2 separate regions of the Pelodiscus sinensis genome follow, and region 2 is linked to region 1. A link is a contact called in public Hi-C data. All regions are on one chromosome and are shown on one strand. The core of a region is the stretch at or near the end of the contact, and the rest is flanking DNA. Distances in the headings are between cores, read along the strand shown.

Evidence for each region. A called contact is a pair of places that touch in the nucleus more often than the background predicts.
Region 2: a Hi-C map of an unstated tissue shows a contact between it and region 1, with 6 times the contacts expected there. The contact joins the promoter of ZNF326 here to the promoter of KYAT3 in region 1. A contact is called at or near these places in 2 of 5 Hi-C or Micro-C datasets (liver and an unstated tissue).

Annotation. Positions count from the first base shown.
Region 1 is chr9:32,428,331-32,433,492 of ASM4963464v1, reverse strand. KYAT3 (kynurenine aminotransferase 3) reads left to right here and starts at 2,317. Exons shown (of 14, transcript XM_075936439.1): 1 at 2,317-2,447. It overlaps LOC102448694 (leucine rich repeat containing 8 VRAC subunit B), which reads right to left and starts at 2,405. Exons shown (of 6, transcript XM_075936430.1): 1 at 2,267-2,405.
Region 2 is chr9:32,733,751-32,738,644 of ASM4963464v1, reverse strand. ZNF326 (zinc finger protein 326) reads right to left here and starts at 1,625. Exons shown (of 10, transcript XM_075936453.1): 1 at 1,465-1,625. The coding sequence starts at 1,480. LOC142830578 (a long non-coding RNA gene) reads left to right here and starts at 1,610. Exons shown (of 2, transcript XR_012905951.1): 1 at 1,610-1,748.

The sequences.
Region 1 (5,162 bases), core at 1,068-3,567:
ACTACATTCCCCCTCCCTCAGTGGCTCACTTTCCCTCATCCTCACTCATTTTCACTAGACTGGGGCAGGGGTTTGGGGAGTGAGGGCTCTCTACTGTGGGTGCAGGCTCCAGGGTGGGGCCATAAATGAAGGGTTCAGTATGTAGGGGGGTGGCTCTAGACTGGGAGATGGGGAGTGGGAAGGGGTGATGGGTTTGGGTTGCAAGAAGGGGGTCTCTGGATTTGGGTGTGTGTCTCAGGGCTAGGGAAGAGGTTGGGGCAGAGGGTTGGCACTCAAGGTTAGGGCACAGCTCCTGGGCAGTGGTGAAGCAGGGTTAAGGCAGGCTCCATGCCTGTTCTGACTCTGTGCTGTGCCCTGGAAGTGGCCAGCAGGTCCAGCTCCTAGACAGGGGGCCCGCTGTGCCCATGTGCTGCTCTCACCAATAGGCACCACCCCAGCAGCTCACACTGGCCACCATTCCTGTCCAGTGGGAGTGCAGAGCCAGTGCTTGGGGTAGGGGCAATGCATGGAGCCCCTTCTTAGGAGCTGGACCTACCAACCTCTTCTGGATGCAGTGTGGAGCCAGGACAGTAGGGACTAGCATGTCTTAGCCTTAGAACACTGCCGATCAGACTTTTAACAGCCCAATCTGCAATGTTGCCTGGAACTGTCAGGCTCCTTTTTCAGCTGGGCATTCCAGTCAAAACCCTAGTCCACACCAGCACTTTTGTAGGAGAAACTTATGTTAGTCACAACTGAGAGCCACTCTCAGAGTATGTCTAGACTGCCATACATACCCACGTGTGTACTTAGGGTCGTGGGCAGGATTGTACATGGATATCTAGCCTATGTTGCTGCAGCTACACTGCTATTTTTAGCAAGTTAGCTTGGATAGGCCTGCATGGGCTACAATTGTATCTTCCTATTGCTGTGTAGACATACCTCCAGAGTGGTTGAACCATGTGGCCCCACCACAGAGAGAGAAGAAGCCATGCAGTCAGGTAAAGGATCCACTCCCGGAGGACAAAATAGAGTCTAAAGTGTAGCTTGTCCTGTGACTATAACAGTTATAAACTTTCCCACTCTCTCAAATTTTTATACAGTTGAATTTATTATATTAAATCATCTTGATTTTACAAGTAGCAAGAGCAAAAAAATAAAACAATAGCATGTTGTAGGAATGTTTATAAAATGTCATAAAAATAGCTCTTCTATAAATATATTACATGACCAACCTCCCTGCTGGTGTGGTGTGACAGAAAAACTTTATTGGCACTTTTTTGCAATTATATGCAACATTAATTTGTGGCTTTGCCATTTGGATATAGCAGCTAACCATCCAAGTGCTGTACTAGTGCTTCTCTGAAGTTTTAGTTTTGTTAGCTTACATTTAAAAACCAAATGTTATGGTTGTGAGAAGAATCTAAATTGTGAACCAAGTTTCTTGATACATTTGGATAAAGAACACTGAGAGAACTTAAATAACATCAGACTTCCATTTCACCTTGATCTCTTCTGCTTATCCCATCCTGCTCCCCATTTTCTCCTTCCTTTTTTGCCTATTTGTGTATGTCTTTATTATTGTCACCCCTTCATCTGAACACATTATGTCTGCAATATCATCTGACTTTATTTTGGCTGGTCTTGCAGCTTTGCATGATTGCATAAATTGATTGGCTATCCTGTGACTTGTGTGGTATTTGGTGCCCCACAGAAGCTGTACACTGTTTATCATTTTGTATTTTTAATAATCGTGAACATTAATAAACGGTTAATTCACACACACAAAACAATCCTAGGAAACCTGAACAGGTAGCAACCTTAGCCACATACCCTACATGCAGGGTACAGCAGTGGTTCTCAAGCTTTTGTACTGGTGATCCCTTTCACACAGCAAGTCTCCCGGTGCAACCTCCCCTCTCCCTTTATACATTAAAACTATTTAAAATATATTTAACACTATTATAAATGTTGAAGGTGAAGGAGGGTTTGAGATGGAGGCTGGCAGCACAGGAACCCCCATGTAAATACCTGGCAATACCTCCAATTTGAGAAGGGGGGAGGGATTAATTCCTTTTTGCCGGGGGGGGGGGGAGGGTGACAGCTGTTGTAGGAGAAATGGGTGAGGTCCCGCATCTGTATGGGGAGGGGGGAGGAGGAATTACATGCCCTGGTTGCAACTTGCTCTAGACTAGAGAGCGGGGCATTTCTCTGCAGGGGGTGGGTCCTTAGGGGCAGTGACGGGGAAGGAGGGAGGGGAGCCGCTCGCGCGGGGAGGGCCACTCACCTGGAACCTGGGGTAGGAGGTCCCGGCCTCGCCCCTCTCTCTGTCCCCGCCCCTCGGGGGGTAGGGGTGGGGGCGCTGAGTCCGGCGAAGCGGAGCCGAGTTGCGTGTCCCCTTCTCCTTGCTCGGGCTGGCTGGGCCGCCGCACGCGCTAGGCGGGAGAGAGGCCGCGCGCGGCCCCGAGGTAAGGAGACCGCGCTGCCGCTCGGCGCCCGTCTGGCCTCGGCGTGCCGCCCAGCCGTGCCTCGGGCTCCTGCGGCCTCCGCAGGGCAAACCAGCCGCTAGTGGCAGGCAGGGGCCTGCACCCCTGGGGGGATCCAGATTCCAGAGAGCTCCCAGGCTAGAGGGGAGGGATCCGGAGAGCTCCCGCCCCGGGCTAGGTGGGGGACATTTCCTACTGTCCTCTACTGTCCAAACTTCGGGGAGCGGGGAGCAGACACCAAAGCTGGAGCTGGATTCTGCCCCTGTCTCTGTTGCAAACAGAGCTCGAAATAGCAAACTGTAATAAGGCTGTAAATCTCACCGGCTGTCCTAACCCTAAATACATCAGTCTGCCAAGTGTAGCGGGGTGGCTGATGGTTTGTGGGCATCCTAACCAAACGGAAACAGAGGAAAGGCATCGTGGCAGATTCAGACCTGACCTATAAGTTAGATTGACTTAGGTACATTGCATGGTGCCTTTTTTAAATTTCACACACTTTCCTCAGCCTGACCTCTGCTAGAAATGCAGCTAGGTCTGTGGAAGAATTCTTCCATCAGTCCAGCAACCAGAAGATGGATGTAGGCCACCCACACAACCACTTCTGTTGACAAAATGTATGTCTTTCAGGGTGTGTCTAGATTACAGTGTTTTTTCGAAAAAAACTTCCCCTGCGTCTAGACTGGTGCCGCATTCTTTCGAAAGTAAATCAAGTTTTTTCAACCACGGAAAACCTCGTTTTAGGAGGAATAACGCCTTTTTTCAAAAGTGCTCTTTTGAAAAAAGGCGCTACGTAATGCAAACTGTGCTTTTTCGAAAGAGAACATCCAGACTGCCTGGGTACTCTCTCAAAAAAGCGGCTTGCTTTTTCGAAAGTATTGGTTGTAGTCTAGATGCTCTTTTCCAAAAGAGGCTTGCAGTCTAGATGTAGCCTCAGAGATGTGAAAAAACACTCCCTTCCCCCAGCGACAGTTTTCACTGACATAAGTGGTAGTGTGAACAGTGCCACCTCGACAGGAGAGCGTCTCCCACCAACACAGTTACTGCCATTTACAGAGGAGGTTTTATTATATTGACCAGTTGACATAGAGCAGCTACATGAATGTAAGTGCTGGAATTAAGGCTGCTGGGGGTATTGCAGCACACCCTGACTTGACATGGTTGCTATTGTATCCAGGGTTTACAGTTTGGTTCAGTGGCTCTCAGTATCCCACAGTATGCAGATTATTCCAGTACATGAGTTATCATACGCTGGTGCAGCTACGTCAGTATGGCTATACTGCTGCCAGCTCACTAGTGCAGATATAACCTTACTCAGCAATAAAATAACCCCTTCCGTCACTCTAATAAGCATCCTAGAGCTTGTCTACATGGGAAAGGTTTATGGCGCGACAACCCAGAGACTGTTCCTATTGAAGTGTGACAAAAGTCGCAAAAAGTGCCCAAGGTTGGTGACAAAAAAGTCAATTTTCATGACTTTTGTTCCTCTTCCTCTTTTTCCTGTTGACAGCCATGCAGTGTGTACTACAAGAGGGTTTGGGGTTTGTTTGTTGAGTTTATTGAGCTCCACAATGGATGTTTCCCACAATGGTCGATTAGCCTCTCTGGCCAGTGCTTTGAACTCTGCTGCTCTGCATCCACGTAAACATGTAAATAGAAATGCGTCCATCCCTTGGCAAGCCTCTGGGAACTTTAAAATCCATTTCCTACTGATTGCCCCAGCATGGTGGGTTCCTCATGCCATCTTTTCAGGGAAACGGGGTGACTCTCACTCAAGATGCTCACTTGCTTGGAGCACCCAGAGATTATGGATCTTATCAGTATGGGATAAAGAATCGGTCAACTCAGGAAAAGATCTGGGGGGACAGAGGGGACCTAGCAAAGGATGTTTTGCAACATTCAATGCTCCAGATTGAGGAGAGGGAGGAAAGGCAGGCCAGGGAGATGAAAGCTAGAACAGAAGTTACTGAGCTAATGGTAAAGCTCATTGAAGACCAAACCAAGACGCTGAAGTGTCTGATTAAGGTGCTCAGCTCATGGAGAATTCTTTACCTAGCAACCCTCTCTCTATGGCCACATAGAAGCCTCCTGAGCAACACATGCAAAGTTCTGTATCCAGCAGCCCTCCCTCCTTGTCCGCACACTCCTTGTCACTGTCTGGTGATGTTTTATTTGCCAGCTTACTCTACCACCACCCCAGCAGTGACTTTGACAGCTGAATGTTAACACAATTGTGAGGTTTTCCTCTACTCTTACCCTCCCTTACCAGCAAGCATTCACACTATGTGTGTGACCATGATTGAAAGAGTTCAGTAAGGATAAAACTGATTCAGGTTTCAATGAGTTTATTTTGAGTGACACTATCCATACTAATCACTTTGGCCCTTGTGGAAGCCTGCTGTATCCCTTGGTTTTATGGCAATGCCTTACTCAGGATGGATAGCGGGATGAGGCAGGGAAGCAATCTTAAAATATAGGCGTGTCAGTGCCCCTCATTGTCAAGGGTTCTTCAGAGCCTCCCTGATGTTGATGTCCATTCTATGAGCTACTCTGATAGCCCGAGTGTCTGGCTGTTCAAACTATGTGTCCAGGTGCTGTGCCCCAGTTCTCTACCCACAGGCAAACACTTCACCCTTATTCTCATACAGATTATATAAGCAACCACATGTGATCACAACCATGGGGATATGATCCTCCTGA
Region 2 (4,894 bases), core at 376-2,875, 310 kb before region 1:
CCCACACCTCCTCCTGCACCTCAGTCCCCTACCTCAACCTCCCTTCTGCACCCAATCTTTGTCAGGCCCTGCACCTCCTCCACAGAAGTGCAGCCCTTGAGCACTTGCCAAAACTTTGGAGTGCCCCCCCGCCCCCATTAAAATGTATTGTCCACCCCGGTCTAAATACTGGTCTGCTTGGCGGGAGTGGGGAGTGGCTCCACGGAAGCAGTCTGTGCAGGTACTGCTTCCCTGTCACTCCCACTGTGACCCATGGGAACAGCTGGGGGCAATGCCCAGAGCCTCAAGGGGCACCCAAGCAAGCTCCTGCACTCCCTCCAGAGCCCCCCCCTCCAACTCCTACCCCAAGCCCACTCCTGCACCTCCCTTTCAGATGCCACACCCAGCCTGCTCCTGCATCTTCCCTCCCTTCCAGACTCTCCTCCTGCACCCAACCTCCTGCCTATACCCCACACCTCAAGCTTACTTGTGCACCCTACCTCCTGTCTAAACCCCATCCCCAGCTCACCCCTTAGGATCTGGGGTGGAGTTTGAGGGTAGTACGGTAAATGTCTTTTTTTTCTACTTCTCAACCCCAGGACATATCTCTGAGGATTTTTCCCTCTTGCATTTTAGGGCCAGGCCAGTGAGGGTGGGGTTTTTTGTTGGTTTTGGGTGTTGCATGTGGCGTTCCCCCAAACTGATTTTTCTGCAGGTAGCCCGTGATTCAAAACAAGGTTCCCCAACACTGATATACAGTAAACAAGGAATTGAGTGCAGTATCCCAAATAATGTTCTTTTTTTTTTATTTTCCCTCCCATTCCTTGTGATCTCAACTCCCCCCCCCCCTTTTTTTTTTTTTAGAATAAGCAAAGGTTTGTATTGATATGTCCAGGCAGAGACTCAACTTTTTCCCAGCCAATTACAATGAAGCTGGATCCTAATCATATGTTTAGCTATACCCATTAAAACACAGAACTGCGTTATCACCGCTAATGGCTTTTCAGACACATCGCTTTGGACCGGACGTGCGGCTCACTCGGGACGTCCAAGCCCATCAAACTGTTAACTGGTTAAACTTGGGCGGGACTGCTCAGGAGGGCGCCGGTTCAGCGGTTACCTCGGCAGCCGTGCGGGTAGGCGACGGGTTAAATGACCAACCCTCCCCATCCCTCCTGCGCACACCGGAAACTGAGCCGCTGCGTCTAGTCGGCTCTGGGCGGGCCCGCGTGGATGCTCAAGGGCTAGGCCGCTCCTCTCGCACAGCTGGGGCCTCAGTCCCCTCCGCCCGGCCCCCGCGCCCAAGATTCTCCTCAGGGCCCCTCGCTGCCCCCCGGCACAGACCGCCCGCTCCCCAGAGCAGGGAGGCGGGGCGCCCGCTGCCCGAAACAAAGCGGACGCTGCCATTTTGAGACCGAGGCGGGTCCTGAGGAGGCGGCGGCCGGACCCTCCCCTCGCTCCGGGGGGGGGGGGGGGCGCCCTCACCTTCCCCGTAATCCATAATGGCGGCGGCGCCCGGGGCCCGGGATCGGTGAAGGCCTCCTTAGGACCACGACAGCGGCGACTCCAGCGTCTGTCAATGGCGCCTTCAACCACAACGAGGCTGGGCGGGGCCCGGGAGCGGCACAGAGGACGTCGGTCTTCGATTGGACACGTTAGTGACGTCACGCGACGAGCCGGGCGCGTGAACACCAGCGAGCGGGAACAGAGGCGAGAGACAACGCAGAGGGCGCCGCCATATCTGCTTCGGGAATCACTCGCTAGCGCATGTAGGTCACTGGCTGACTAGGCAGCGGCCATTTTGGTTTCTGGTGGCGGCCATTTTTGAGGCTGGCACAGAGCCTGAGCGCAGGCTTGTTTTCTAGTAACTAGCTTTTCAGCGGGGGAGGGGGGAATTAACTTTGATCTTTTAGGCAGCTGGCCTGTGGGAGGCCGCTGTATTTACTACAGATCTCAGCTGCTGTGGTGCCTAACTGCCAGCCGCATAAAGCTGGACATTTCTCACAAATATTCGTATAAGAGTCAGTCCCCGTTTGCTAAGGGGGTAACTTCCATCCACTCCCAGCCTGGTTACAGCTGTTAGTGGATATAAATAACTCCCTAGTTCAATACACACACAGGCATCCCAGTGGCACAGCCACAAGGCAACACTTGGGTATGGCCCAACTTCAGGTGGGTGGGCAATGAAAGGGGACAAGGAGGCTGGGGCCGCCTCTCCCCCAACTGCTGGATGGGGGGGCGAGACAGGCTGGCCACAGGACACTGGGTCCCAGGGATGCACTAGTGAGCGGGTCTGTGCACAGGGGCCCTGTTCCACACAACTGCCGGCCCTCCAGCCTGAGCGAGGGGTCCCAGGTGGTTTTTAGCCCTTCTCCTCCCAATTTTAAGCCCCGAGCAGTGTAAGCGCCTGCTTTCCAACCCCCTCTCTGCAGCTGGCAAGCTCCTGTGCCCTGTTCTCATGCCCCAGTTGAAGTGCGGGGCAGGTGGAGCAGGGAGAAGTCCTTGTCCTCATGTTCCTACTGGAACACTCGGAGGAGCAGGGCAATCCCCCAAGACCCAACCCCGCTCCCCAGCTGCAGTGCTGGGTGGACCAGGGTAAGCCTTAGTGCCTCGATCCTGCTCCCCGAGTGGAGTGCCAGGTGGGCTGGTGGAGTAGAGCAAGCACTAAGGCATGAGGAGATCTATGGGTGCTTGCACACTGGGCCTGGATGCCAAGCAACTGGGCCACAGCCAGGATTGCCTGTAAGCTGAGTGCTTGGGCAAGCGGCCACACAGGAGAGATTCAAATGATGCTCAACTGATTATCACAGTGCCCAAAGCCAGCAGCATGTGTTTCTACTGGTAATGTAGAAGAGGGACAGGATATGCCTCAGTGCACATACCAAAAATTATTCTGCACCTGTGTGGGAAAAAATTAGAAGTAATATTGATTATTGTTCACTAATAACTGTGCCCGTGCTGTGTTCTTTTGGTTAGCAAAAATTAGTACCAAATTTAGTCTAAAGGCTAATTTAATTGCTAATCAGTGTTCAACCTTTTTTAAGGAAAATGATACAAATGCTAAACAAGATTAAAATAAGTTTAAATAAAGTTCCTACTTGATGATTTAAATCTGTCTTCACTGATTTTCTTGCTTGCTCACTCCCTCAAACTGAAGAGAACAGTCAGACCCATGCTACATAACTGCAGAGGTGTTTGGAAAGTAGGGTGTTTATTAACATAATATCTTCATATCATATAATACCCTTTACTGAACCCAGTGTTTTTCAACACTGACTTATCTATGAACGCAAGGCAAATTACTATGGCTCTATCCAGTGCCTTTTTTTTTTTAATACAAAAAAAGTGCCAGTACTCCAGGAGAAAAGTTGTTGAGCTCTGACTGGAGGTGCCAGTACTGCGTACCAGGCAGTACCATCACAAAAAAAGCACTGGTTCTATCACAGGAGATTCTTCACCAAAGAATCAATGCCCATAAAACAGATATTAGACAGGATCACAAAGAAAAACCAGTTTCTTGCCATTTCAACCAGAAAGGACATTGTCTTAATGACTTGATCACTTGCATCCTGCTTCAAAGACCTTTTAAGACCACACTTGAAAGAGAATCCACTGAACTGACATTCATGCTTAAATTTGACACTTTACACCTAAGTTTAAACAAAGACATTAATTAACTTACCCATTACAAAGATAGCTTCCCCAATTATCACCTCTAATATCATTAGCTCACAGACATTTACCTTCCTCTCCCACCCCCCTTCTGTTCTGAAATTTGATTTGTCCTTTTCATATGTGTTCACTTTTTTTTTATTGTATATATGGTTGTGCCAATTTTCTTCCACTATTTGATCTGAGGAAGTGGGTCTGGCCTACGAAAGCTCATCACCTAATAAACCATCTTGTTAGTCTTTAAAGTGCTACATAGTCCTGTTTTTTGTTTCAGCTACACCAGACTAACACGGCTACATTTCTATCAGGAGAAGGAAGATGAGACTCATCTTTAGGCCTCTGCTCCTTTTTGTTCTAATCTAAGATGAAAGATTTAGAGCAGTTATAAGCAAGGCTCGCCAAACTATGGCGAGCCCCGCTCGCCAGCCGTGCTGTCCAGCATGTGCAGATCGTCCAAACCTGGCTCTTCCAGGTTGCAATCTACTCGCCATGGGCAAGTAGATTGTATTATTTGTCGAGCCCTGGTTAAAAGTATGTTTTCTGCCCTCAATCTCTGCAATTAAGAATACTTTTGATCTAGATCTTTAGAAGTGGGAGGGGCGGCACATACTATAGCTTTTCTTGTAGAGCAGTCCTATTCTAAAAATGTTTTTAATCTCTGCAGAGGTGTGGGCAAAAAGCATGAAAATTTTCTTCCAAATGGAGCCATCACTGTGGCTCTCTAGTACAGAGGTCTCAGCCAAGGATACAACAAGCTCTGGTGCAGCAATGCTTTCAAGAGCCAAGTATTCAGTATGCAGCCTGTGCACATACCCCTTTGCACATGAAACCCTGTGCAAGCAAAATGTCTGTGCACCATTACTTATGCATGTAAAAGATAGAAGTAATATGTAGGATTAAACTTTTCTGATAAACACAAATATATTATGCACACCCATTATATTTTTTGTCTGCGGTTATTTTCAGATGTAGAATCATACACACAAATGAAGACCCCCTTGAAAATGTGACCCTAAAACATCACTACCTGAAACTCAAAACTTCAGTATGTTAAAAAAAATTCAGTGAGTACAATCAGTGAAACCTCACCGCTTTTCTAATGAGTCTGACTGAGCAATCAGACATTCCTATGTAATGTCAAAAAAAGCATCAAGTAAGCAGTTCTGAGGACAATGTAAGTGGCCAGTATAGGTAGCTTTATGGCTGCATAACCCAGAAGGGGTTGAATAGCTCCTATAGACCA